Regions from separate parts of the Cricetulus griseus genome. Here region 1 is linked to region 2. The links are chromatin contacts, called in public Hi-C maps. All regions are on one chromosome and are shown on one strand. Each heading gives the region's core, a stretch centred on a gene start, on an enhancer-like site or on the middle of the called end of the contact. The rest is flanking DNA. Distances are from core to core; before and after follow the strand shown. Region 1 holds the start of LOC100760352 (serpin B6). Region 2 holds the start of LOC100757276 (39S ribosomal protein L33, mitochondrial-like).

The links. A called contact is a pair of places that touch in the nucleus more often than the background predicts.
Region 1: a contact with region 2 is called in a Hi-C map of the CHO-K1 cell line, with 6 times the contacts expected there. The contact joins the promoter of LOC100760352 here to the promoter of LOC100757276 in region 2. A contact is called at or near these places in 6 of 8 Hi-C or Micro-C datasets (the CHK-Q cell line, the CHL-YN cell line, the CHO-K1 cell line and 2 more).

The regions. Positions count from the first base shown.
Region 1 is chr3:253,778,185-253,783,171 of CriGri-PICRH-1.0, reverse strand. LOC100760352 (serpin B6) reads left to right here and starts at 3,617. Exons shown (of 7, transcript XM_027409275.2): 1 at 3,617-3,744.
Region 2 is chr3:253,565,052-253,570,125 of CriGri-PICRH-1.0, reverse strand. It overlaps LOC100757276 (39S ribosomal protein L33, mitochondrial-like), which reads left to right and starts at 1,983. Exons shown (of 1, transcript XM_035442888.1): 1 at 1,983-2,180. The coding sequence starts at 1,983. The coding sequence ends at 2,180. It also overlaps LOC100761037.

The DNA of each region.
Region 1 (4,987 bases), core at 2,368-4,867, 210 kb before region 2:
GCTGTTGCTTCAGTGACTGATGAATTTCCAACACTGTTGCTGGGTGTTCACACAGTCCCCTTGTCAGTGGTAGCCACTGACCTACACTCTCAAGGACCTCCTGCGGCCTGCACTAATGCCATCCTCCCAGCCTGCCACAACTGAAGGACTTCACTGTGCATGTGGGTCAAGCCTGCAAGCTTCTGAAGCATCCTCACCGGAAGAGATTCCCAAGTGGAGCCCTGCAGCAGTATTTTCTGCCTGATCTACTATTGCCTGCTTGGTGAGATGTCTGTTTCACTAGCATAGTAGTATTAGGACTGTTGGTGTGAGTAAGCCAAGGATAGTTGAGAGGCCGATCTTGTGTGGCCATCCTGACTGCAGAGTGCCTTACAGTCTACAGGCTGTGCCTTTCAAAGTGGGGATGGTAGTTCACGACTGTAACCTAGCATTTGGAAGGCTGGCTGGAATATTGTTAGGAGACTGAAGACAGAGTGAGAGTGTTTAAAACTATAATAAAATCCCCAAACAAACACAAAACATGCAAAGCTAGTTGGAGACTAGTAAGAAATGTGTGGATATATGACCTCCAAATTAATGGTTTTGCTAACAATCTGAGTAAGAAAAGGCAAGAGAAGCAGTGGGACTTCTGTAGGGTTGGTGTAGAATTCTTGAACTCTTATGACCAGTGTTCTTAAAAAAAAAAAAATCTCCAGAGTAACACGATTCTCAAAATTGAAGTTTTAAATACAGACAAAAAGCTAGTGCTGGGTATGGGATACTTTTCTTGGAGTTGCTAAGTAAGTAAGGATGTCCTAGAGACCCTAATATACTACATGCTATTGCCATTGCTCCTGTTTGCCCACCAGAACTCAATGGAAAAATCCTATTGCTGAAATCACCATACAGTTTGGTCATATGGCTTGAAGAAATCAAGCTGGTACTGATCACCCATGCTGTGTGGCTTTCATAGTACCAGACGATTTTAGGCAGACTGCTAGGAGAGATTCCCCCTTGGTCTTCTCCAAACTCTCCTTTTAGCCTTCTACCTGGATTTTTTAAAATAATGCTTTGTTTTGACTAAGTTCACTGTGATGTCTCTGTCTCTCTGTGTCTCTCTTCCTATCTTTGTGTGTGTGTGTGTGTGTGTGTGTGTGTGTGCGTGCGTGCGTGCGTGCGTGCGTGCGTGCGTGTGTGTGTGTGTGTGTGTGTGTGTGTGTGTGTGTGTGCATGCATGCTGCAAATCACTGAAACTTGATCTTATGTATAGTAGACAACACTTACCACTGAGCTACATCCTCCTTCCTTGTCTTCTGTACTTCTCCATCCTTGAACAGTGGCCCTGCCCTCATTCATTCATCCATCCATCTGCCACCTACACTAATATGTAGATGCTTCCAGTACAAATGCCTGGGCACTTGCTACGGGTGGAGACTCGGGCTCTGAAAATCCCCCTGGAAACCCAGGACACTGATGAGTCATTGATACCACCTGCTCACTTTTTGTTCTTTTTCCTGCACCTTCCAGGGGCCACAGGGCTCAGACTTTCTACCAGAGATAAGCACAGTTAGTTCCTCATAAAATGAGGAAGAGAAGAGAGGAAAGAGGAGAAAGTACAGAAGACCTGTGAGTGATGGCAAACAGTAACCTTTATGTTCTCCATCAGGCTCTATTGATTGGTTTGCCAGGCTTTATAAAAAAAAAATCATTAGCACAGGGACCTGGGTGACAGAGGGAGATCAGTGTCAGAGTGTAGGCTTAGCATACAGCAGCTCTGGGTCCAAATACTGGCAGGAGGTGGGGGGGGCGGGTTCCCAGCACTTACTCACTCCTGTCCCTCAGTAATTACCTAATGAGATGGGAGAAAGGCCTTAAAGGCATCTCTAGTGGCGCCCAGTATGGGGACAGCAGACAACTGAGCCCCAGGCCTTGGTCACATTAACAGCAGCATTCCTTACTCATTGGAGTAGTTCACCATTGTGCACCTCTGTCACTTCCTATTAAAAACTGGCTCCTTTGGACTGTCACCATGTGTCTCATCACAGGCCCAGTAGAATACACACCATAAAATGGGACAGACATGCATTAAGCAGCCTCTAGTGTTGAGGAATCTTTCTGGGAGGATGCTGAGTCTCTGCATTGTTAAACCCACAGGATCTGGAAGCATTTCCTTAAGGGAATTTACTAAATCAGACCCCATCCTCCAGCCGTAGAGGAGGCATCTCTGCTGTGACGTGACCACTGGGCATGGTGAAGCAGAGTTGCTGTGGTGACCTACAGAACACCTTGGCCCACAGGCTTGACAATGAAGTAAACACAGAGAACTATGGTTATGGTACTGAGCTGGGAGGATCACCTGAGACTTCTGTTGTCTTCAGATGCATGTACTCCTGCCGCCATTACATGTAGCATATTTGAAAACCTAAAGTCATAGGAATCAATCCACATGCACACAATGGAATACTGTACTGCTGGGAAAAAGAATAAGGAAGGTCTCTGTTTCATATGGAGGGAACTCTAAAACACCCCAACACACACACACACACACACACACACACACACACACACACAGAGAGAGAGAGAGAGAGAGAGAGAGAGAGAGAGAGAGAGAGAGACTTACAGAACTGTTGATCACGTAATGTTAGTCCTTTTAAGAAAGGGAAATTACAGTTATATATAAAATTTTAATACATGCACATTCACCCTATATGCACACAGTATATTTTGTAAAGGACATGCTGGAAGGGGCTGGAGAGATGTCTCAGGGTCTAAGAGCAGGTACTGCTCTTCCAGAGGATCACAGTCCAGTTCCCAGATCACAGCTCTAATTCCAAGGAACACCACACCATTTTCTTCCCTCTGAAGGCACTGGGTTCATGTATACAAATCCATCCTCAGCCACAGCACATACAATTATCTAAAAACTTTAAAAACAAACAAGCAAAACAACAACAATGGATGTAAGATGTGATAATATGATAGCTACTCTGAGAATTCCTTTGTTTCAGTACTTCAAACATTAAAATTCACAGCTTGGGTGGCCTCCTGGTTTTCTACCAACATAAACTAGATAGATGGGCCAAGGGTGCTGGTTAACATTCTATAAATCAGGACAGCCTCCACAGGAAACAGCCAACTAAGTGTCAACATGGTCATTGTTGGGAACCCTGGATTTAGGGTAAGGGTGAAGGAGGCAGCAAAGACTCTGATGTTTTTTAGAGTTGACCTGCCCTTAAAAGTTTAAAACCTGACCAGCATTCTCCCCACCATGTCGGCTTGCTTCCTAGAAGGAATGCAAGATGGCAGACAGGGTTTTTATTCTCATTTGTATGAAATATCAGCACTTCCGAGTCTGATTTTTCCAGTACAAAGTAGTGGAGTCTTGAGACACAGGCACTGGCCACCTCTCTTTATTTTTCTATGCCAGCTGAACAGGCAATCTACCTCCAGCCCCAGAAACTAAAAGTTTTTTTTTTTCCTCCCTCACTTCTGTTCTGTCATATCCATCCACTAAATGCTGGTATACTTTTGAGCATCAAGAGAATCAGCCGCACAATCCTCGGTAGGGAGTACTGAATGGGCTAGGTTATAGTGTTTTCAGGCTCTCACCTGGCCCTGAGCTCTGCTCTTTCCTAAGGGCTGTCTGTGGCCCTGACTCCGCCCGCTTCCTCCTCCCCTAAGGTATTTGAGGCCCGGGGCGGGTGTGGCCTGCGCCTTCTCGTCTCTGCTCTGCTCGCTATCGGCCAGGAAACTTGAGAGTTCGGGGTATGCTCTACTATGGGGTAGCTGTGGCGCGGGGTCGTTGGGGACGCGGGAGGGCGTAGCGTGTGGTGTCTTGTCCTAGCTCGGGTTCCCGCAGCGGCCTTGAGGCCCGTGACGCAGCTGGGTTAGTAGCCTTGTGGTCCTGGCAGGCTGGTGACATCGCCGCCCTCCCAACTCCTCCAGCGTCCGTAGAGGAGGCGGTTGGTACAGGATGGGGCGGACGCAGAGCCGGCCCAGCTGCTGTGCCGGAGTCCTGGGCTACAGGTGACCACGTACGTCCCTCGGTCACCAGTGATTCTGGAGACCCTGGAGACACGGGCTGGTGACACACTGAGACGGGCGTTGGAATCTGGGGTGGGCTGGGGGTGGGGTGAGGATGGCGGTTCGGAGAGAGGCCAAAGGCTGGGTGCTCCCTCCCTGCTTTCCTGTCCAGTGTGCCTGAGTCTCTCGGGCGAGGCTCAGGCTGTGCTGGGAAGTTCCGACAAATCCTCAGTGTGGTGGAGGCCTTCGAACATAGATAATTATTAGAAACCATTCCAGATCTTTGAATTTTTTTTTCCATTAAACTCACGCCAGAAAAAACTGTTGCGAGATTTGATGTCTGTCGGGCTAGGAGGAAGGACATGAGCAATGTTTTGGTGGGGTTTCTGTGCCAGATGAAATTGGCATGAAAGTTAGTTTTTTCCTCCGTTCTTGTTTTGTTGATGGACCCAGCGCCTTGTTCTGCTTAGCAAGTGCTCTGCCAGCAAGCCACAGGCCTAACATTCACGTGGTATCAGGAAGCTGGATGTGAGGGAACGCTGGGTGAGGTTTGGCACTTAGTATTTTTTGGCCTACTTGGGCGGCAATTGGTTGTGTTAGGACTCATCTGGAGGCTGCCCATTTCCTTCTGCCAGCAGTTTAGGACATGGGTGTGGGGTTTTGATGTATCAAGTAACCTTGGGAAACTGTGTGATCAGGGATTAACTTTATAGTGCTGGGGCACCTGGAATGACCCCACTGTTATCAGTATATTTGGGGAGTGTCCCAGTGTTTCATGGCTGCCCTGAGTGGTATATCCTCTGTGAGTTGTATCATCACACAGAGATGGTGCATTTGGGTCACTCTTGACTCAATACACCAAGCTTATTTGGTCCCCCCATACCTTCAGGTCTCCCCCATACTGTCACCATACATGAATTTCACACGAAGTCAACATGAAATAGCAAATAGAAGTAAAAAATCTGACAGAAAGCATTGTAGGACA
Region 2 (5,074 bases), core at 734-3,233:
TATGGTATTATTAAGAGCTGGGGTCCTTGAGGACTCGTGGAGTGGTGGAGGGATCCCTCACATGTGGGATCAGGGCCCCTTTAGAGGGTTTCCCTGGTTAGTGTTTTGTCAGTGTGATATAAGCTAGGGTTATTTGGGTAGAGGGAACATGGATTGAGAAAATACTTGTTATAATAGCCGCACTTAATGGTAGGCCCCATGCCCAGCAGTAGATGACCAACACAAAATGAACTCGATAGTATTTTTATAGACTATGTGTGTCATATGTCTTTATTGGAGCTTGTTTTTTCCTTACCAGCCTTTCACTTGCATATTATAGTTTTTGATTTGGTGATTTTTTGAGTTGTGTGTGTGTGTCTCTGTGTGTGTTTCTTTGTTTTGTTTTTTAATTCTGGTTTGTTTGAATTTTGTTTATTTTTCTAAAGAGAGAGAAAAGGGTGTGATGGTGGATGGTTGAGGGAGGGTCTGGGGGCTTCAGAGAGGGGAAACCATGATCAGAATATATTGCATGGAAAATTATTTTTAATATGTACCATGGAAAGCAAGCCAGTAAGCGACAACTTCTGTATGGCCTCTGCTTCAGTTCCTGCCCTGAGCTCCTGTCTTGACTTCCCTTAGTGATGGTCTGTAACCTGAGTGGAAACCGAAATAATCTCCTCTCCAAGTTGCTTTTATCGTGGTGTTTTATCTCAGCAGTAGAAACCCTAACTAAGTCAGAGGCTTTGCATTGGTTGACATTTTCATCTCTTCTGCTCTGTGAGGATGATGTCCCTCCCCCTGGAGCACTCTCTGCTCTGTGAGGATGATGTCCCTTCTTCTGGAGCACTCTCTGCTCTGTGAGGATGATGTTACTTCCTCTGGAGCATTCAGCAAGCAGGCACCATCTTGGAAGAAGAGAGAAGCTGTCACCAAACATAGAACCTCCCAACACCTTGAACTTAAGCCTTCAGGCTCTGAAAGTGAGAGAAACATTTTTTTTTTCTTTTTTGAGGCAGGGTTTCTTTGTGGCTTTGGAGACTGTCCTAGAACTAGCTCTTGTAGACCAGACTGATCTCAAACTCACAGAAATCTGCCTGCCTCTGCCTGCCGAGTGCTGGGATTAAAGGCGTGTGCCACCACTGCCCGGTCCAGAAATAATTAAAAAAAAAACAAAAAACTACTCCATTTCATTATTTAGTTACAGCATCACAAACTAAGACATTAGCTTCATGTTTGTACTGTGGCTACAGCAACCACCCCCAAACATGACAATGGATTTGGCTGTGAGCGGTGGCAGAGGCTGGATGAGTTTGAGATGCACAATAGAAGGCCTCTAGATTTCTATTGATGGAGCATCAAGGATGACAAAGGTGACAGATCAGAAAGGGAGAGCTGTCGGGAAGATCCAAGCCCTTTGAGAGAGTTCTTAAATGCCATAGATCTAAATGTTGGCAGAAACATGGAAGGTGATGGTGGTTCTGAGTGTATCTAAGATAGAAACGAGGAAAACTGTGTGGGAAACCCATGGAAAGACTGGCTTCTCACAAAGTGACAGTGAACTTGACAGAATTAGGCTCATACCCTGATGCTTTGTGGGTGATAGGATGCAAAAGCAATGAACTAAGATATTTGGTGGAAATGAAAACAACAAAAACTCTGAGAAAATTGTTAAGAGTACTTGATTGCTTAACGTATAATAAAAGACGGAAACAAGCTAAAGACAGAATTTACAATCAAAAGAGAAGTCAGGTGTGATGTCACTCTGGGTGTGTGTGTGTGTGTGTGTGTGTGTGTGTGTGTGTGTGTGTGTGTAAGAGAGAGAGATGTGTGTGTAAGAGAGATGTGTGTATAAGATGTGTAAGAGATTTGTGAGAGATGTGTGTGTGTGTGTGTGTGTGTGTGTGTGAGAGAGAGAGAGAGAGAGACAGAGACAGAGAGAGAGAGAGATTGAGGGAAAGAGGGGGTTTTAGGCCCGTCGCGGATAGATTACCAGGGCTGATGCCATGTTGCTTTCTGCCGTCTCTTTTGCCAAGAGCAAGTCAAAAACCATTCTGGTGAGGTTAGTGAGCCAAGCTGGGATAGTTTTCTCCTTCAACCACAAGAGAAGCCGACACCAAGAGAAGCTGACTCTTCTGCATTATGATCCAATTGTGAACAAAGAAGTCCTCTTCATGGAACAGAAAAAAATACGATCCCTCTAAGCAGTGGATTGAAAATGAATTTGACTCATGAATGAGAAAATCCAGGGTGAGGCCCTGGCTCAGAACCCTGCAGTGTGTAACTGAAGAAGAGGAAGCCCACAGCATGGCCGCGGGTGAGGGGAAGGTCGTTGTAAAGGAACAGTGCCATGAAAGAAAGTTCTTCACAGAGACCAGATAGTTATCTTTCTGGATTTTTAAAAATTGGCATTAATAAAAAAAAAAAGTCAAAATAAAGAAAAAAAAAGAAAGAAAGAGGGGGTTAGGTAGGCTAGAAAGTACATGCCCAGGAAAGATGATAAAGGGTGTGCCCCAAACCAACCTTTGATAAAGAGATTAACATGGCCAGAAGCCAGGTGCTATTCATCACTACTGCAAGGACGAATGAGTCAAAGTCATCACAAGGATTATTCCAACTGCCATGCCCATCACAGACCCTATTACTCAAGCAGAAGAATTTCAAGGGAGGGACCCAGGGAGCTATGGGGCTTGGGATACCTCAGCTGCTTCCGCATTCCAGTGTGGCCCTCCTTGGTTCTGCTGCCCTTCGGGAAAGCTTTGGTGCTGAGTCAAGGTGTCTCAGGCCAGCCAGGTGCAGTGTGGCACGGTCTTCTGGATTTCAAGGAATTCCCAGGACCTGCTTAGAAAGAGAGTGGCGGCAGAGGTGGAGCCACCACGGAGGAAAGCCTACTGGAGCCGGGTGGTTGTGCCACTGTAGAGTGTCCGCAAGGAAGATGCTTCACAGAACTAAAGGTTGGGTCTCTTCCAAGATTTTGGACTGCAGAACATTATAAAGTGCAGCTGCAGTCTCAGAAAGCCACAAAACACTGGACTAGGCCCGTAAAAGCTGCTTCGTGAGCTCCACCTAGTGGTCAAGGGATGGAGTCCTCCAGAGCCCTGGACTCCCAACTACCCCGCCTGCCCTGAATGCCTGGCAGATGGAACCAGGGAGGTCTGACGCGCTTCTTCTCAAGCCTCAGACTGTCACAGTGCTTGTAACGCTGGGCTTTGGACGTTTGTGGAGACTACCACTTCTTTTTCTTCGCCTGTCACTGATTTCTTAAAAAAGGAATGTCTGTCCTAAGCTGGTCTCATTGTATTTTGAAAGAAATTGGCTTGTTTGATTTCACAGGCTCACTAAGAGTAATATTTAGAATCTCATATCTGATTTTGGTAATACTAGAATCAAGTTGGGGGCATGGAATGAATTTATTTTGTATGTGAAGGGGAGAGGGTCCGTTTATGTTATTATAATAAAACGTTTGAGGCTGGATAACCATGAATTCTCAGGGTTCGCGGCTCGGCATCTGAGACGACGCCCAAGGAAATGTACCGCATCACAGGGTAAGATTCCAAGATTCCAGAGCTGCTGAACTAACAGCTAAGGTACAGGGGCAGCCTGGCAAAGTCACAAGCACTGGACTCAAATAGCACTTAAGAGCTGGGGCGTGCGCGCCACCTAGTGGTCATGGGAGTGGTATTCTAGTATTCACTCAGGGGTCCCCACCCTGAGAACCTAACGTATTCTTTTTGTTTGTTTGTTTTGTTTTGTTTTGTTTCTCGAGACAGGGTTTCTCTGTGTAGCTTTGGAGCCTATCCTGGCACTCACTCTGTAGACTAGGCTGGCCTCGAAGTTCTTATTCACTTCTCGAAGCCCCCACCTCCCAAACACCACACATGAAGTTTCTACCTTCTAATAACTCACAATGGGGGTTATGCTCAGGGGACACACGCCAACCATATCCTAACTTTAGTAGACATGAGTTTGATGAGACCAAGACTGATGCAAGGGGACTGTTATTTGCGTGTTTGTTTTGTTTCTAAATTTCATATTGAAACTTAATCTTCTAACAGTATTAAAAAAGTGTGGGTGGGATTGAGACCCTTAAAAGAGGCATTCTGTCCTTTTTGTGATTCCACTTTCCATCTTTGAGTACACAGCAACAAGGTGAATTTTAAACGGGGGGGGGGCATGGGTGTGCACGCTGTAGCCCCTACACAGAGGTCAGAGGACGGATTTCTTTCTCTACTATGTGGGTTCCAAGCTTCAAACTCAAGTCCTTAGTGGTGCTTGGTGGCAAGCATATTGGCCCACTGAACCATCTCACCATCTTCATGGGCACCACATTGAAAGCAGACAGCAAATCTGCTGGCAACTTGACCTTGCAGAGCTGTCAGACAAATTTTCATTGTTTATAGTCCTCCAAGTCTTGGGTATTTTGATATACAGCACAATTGGGTTAAAACAGATAGGCACAACAGAATTCAGTTGCTGAATGGAAATGGTATATTAAAGATTGGACCCAGATGAGATACCAAGGGATCAATAGGCTCTGCAGGTGTATTTAGCAGGGACCGAGGAGTGACCTGTAATGGATGGTCTGGCTCCTTCTGTGGTTTAAGGTCCAGGGCTCAGAGGTATGCCCACTGATGGCTCTGTAAAACTGCCATCGTGTGGGTGCTCTGGGCATGGCTGCCATCTGGTCACTCTGTGGCTATCTTCTGACCTAGATGGACATAAACAATCTACCCAACAGGCCCTGCATAATTCAGGCCATGCTGGCCACCTCTACCAACACACCAGGCTGCATCTTTACTGGCTCCCATGCCATTGCCAACAGCCTGGATGCCTGGCCAGTGTGACAGCTGAATGAATGGACTGTCCAAGGATCCCTGTGTGGGGACATTGTTGCTCAATGGGGACATACACAGGTCACTTGTGTGGAGTTTGGGACTTCATGGCCACCCTTAAAAGAACTATGTTGTGTGTAAGTTCAGATCTCCCGGGGGGCTTCCTTCACTGGGACAAAGAAGCATCCTTCAATGTCCAAGCAACATAGCAGTGCATTCACATCCATGACACAGAATAAATCTGCATATCCTGTCACTCTCAGATC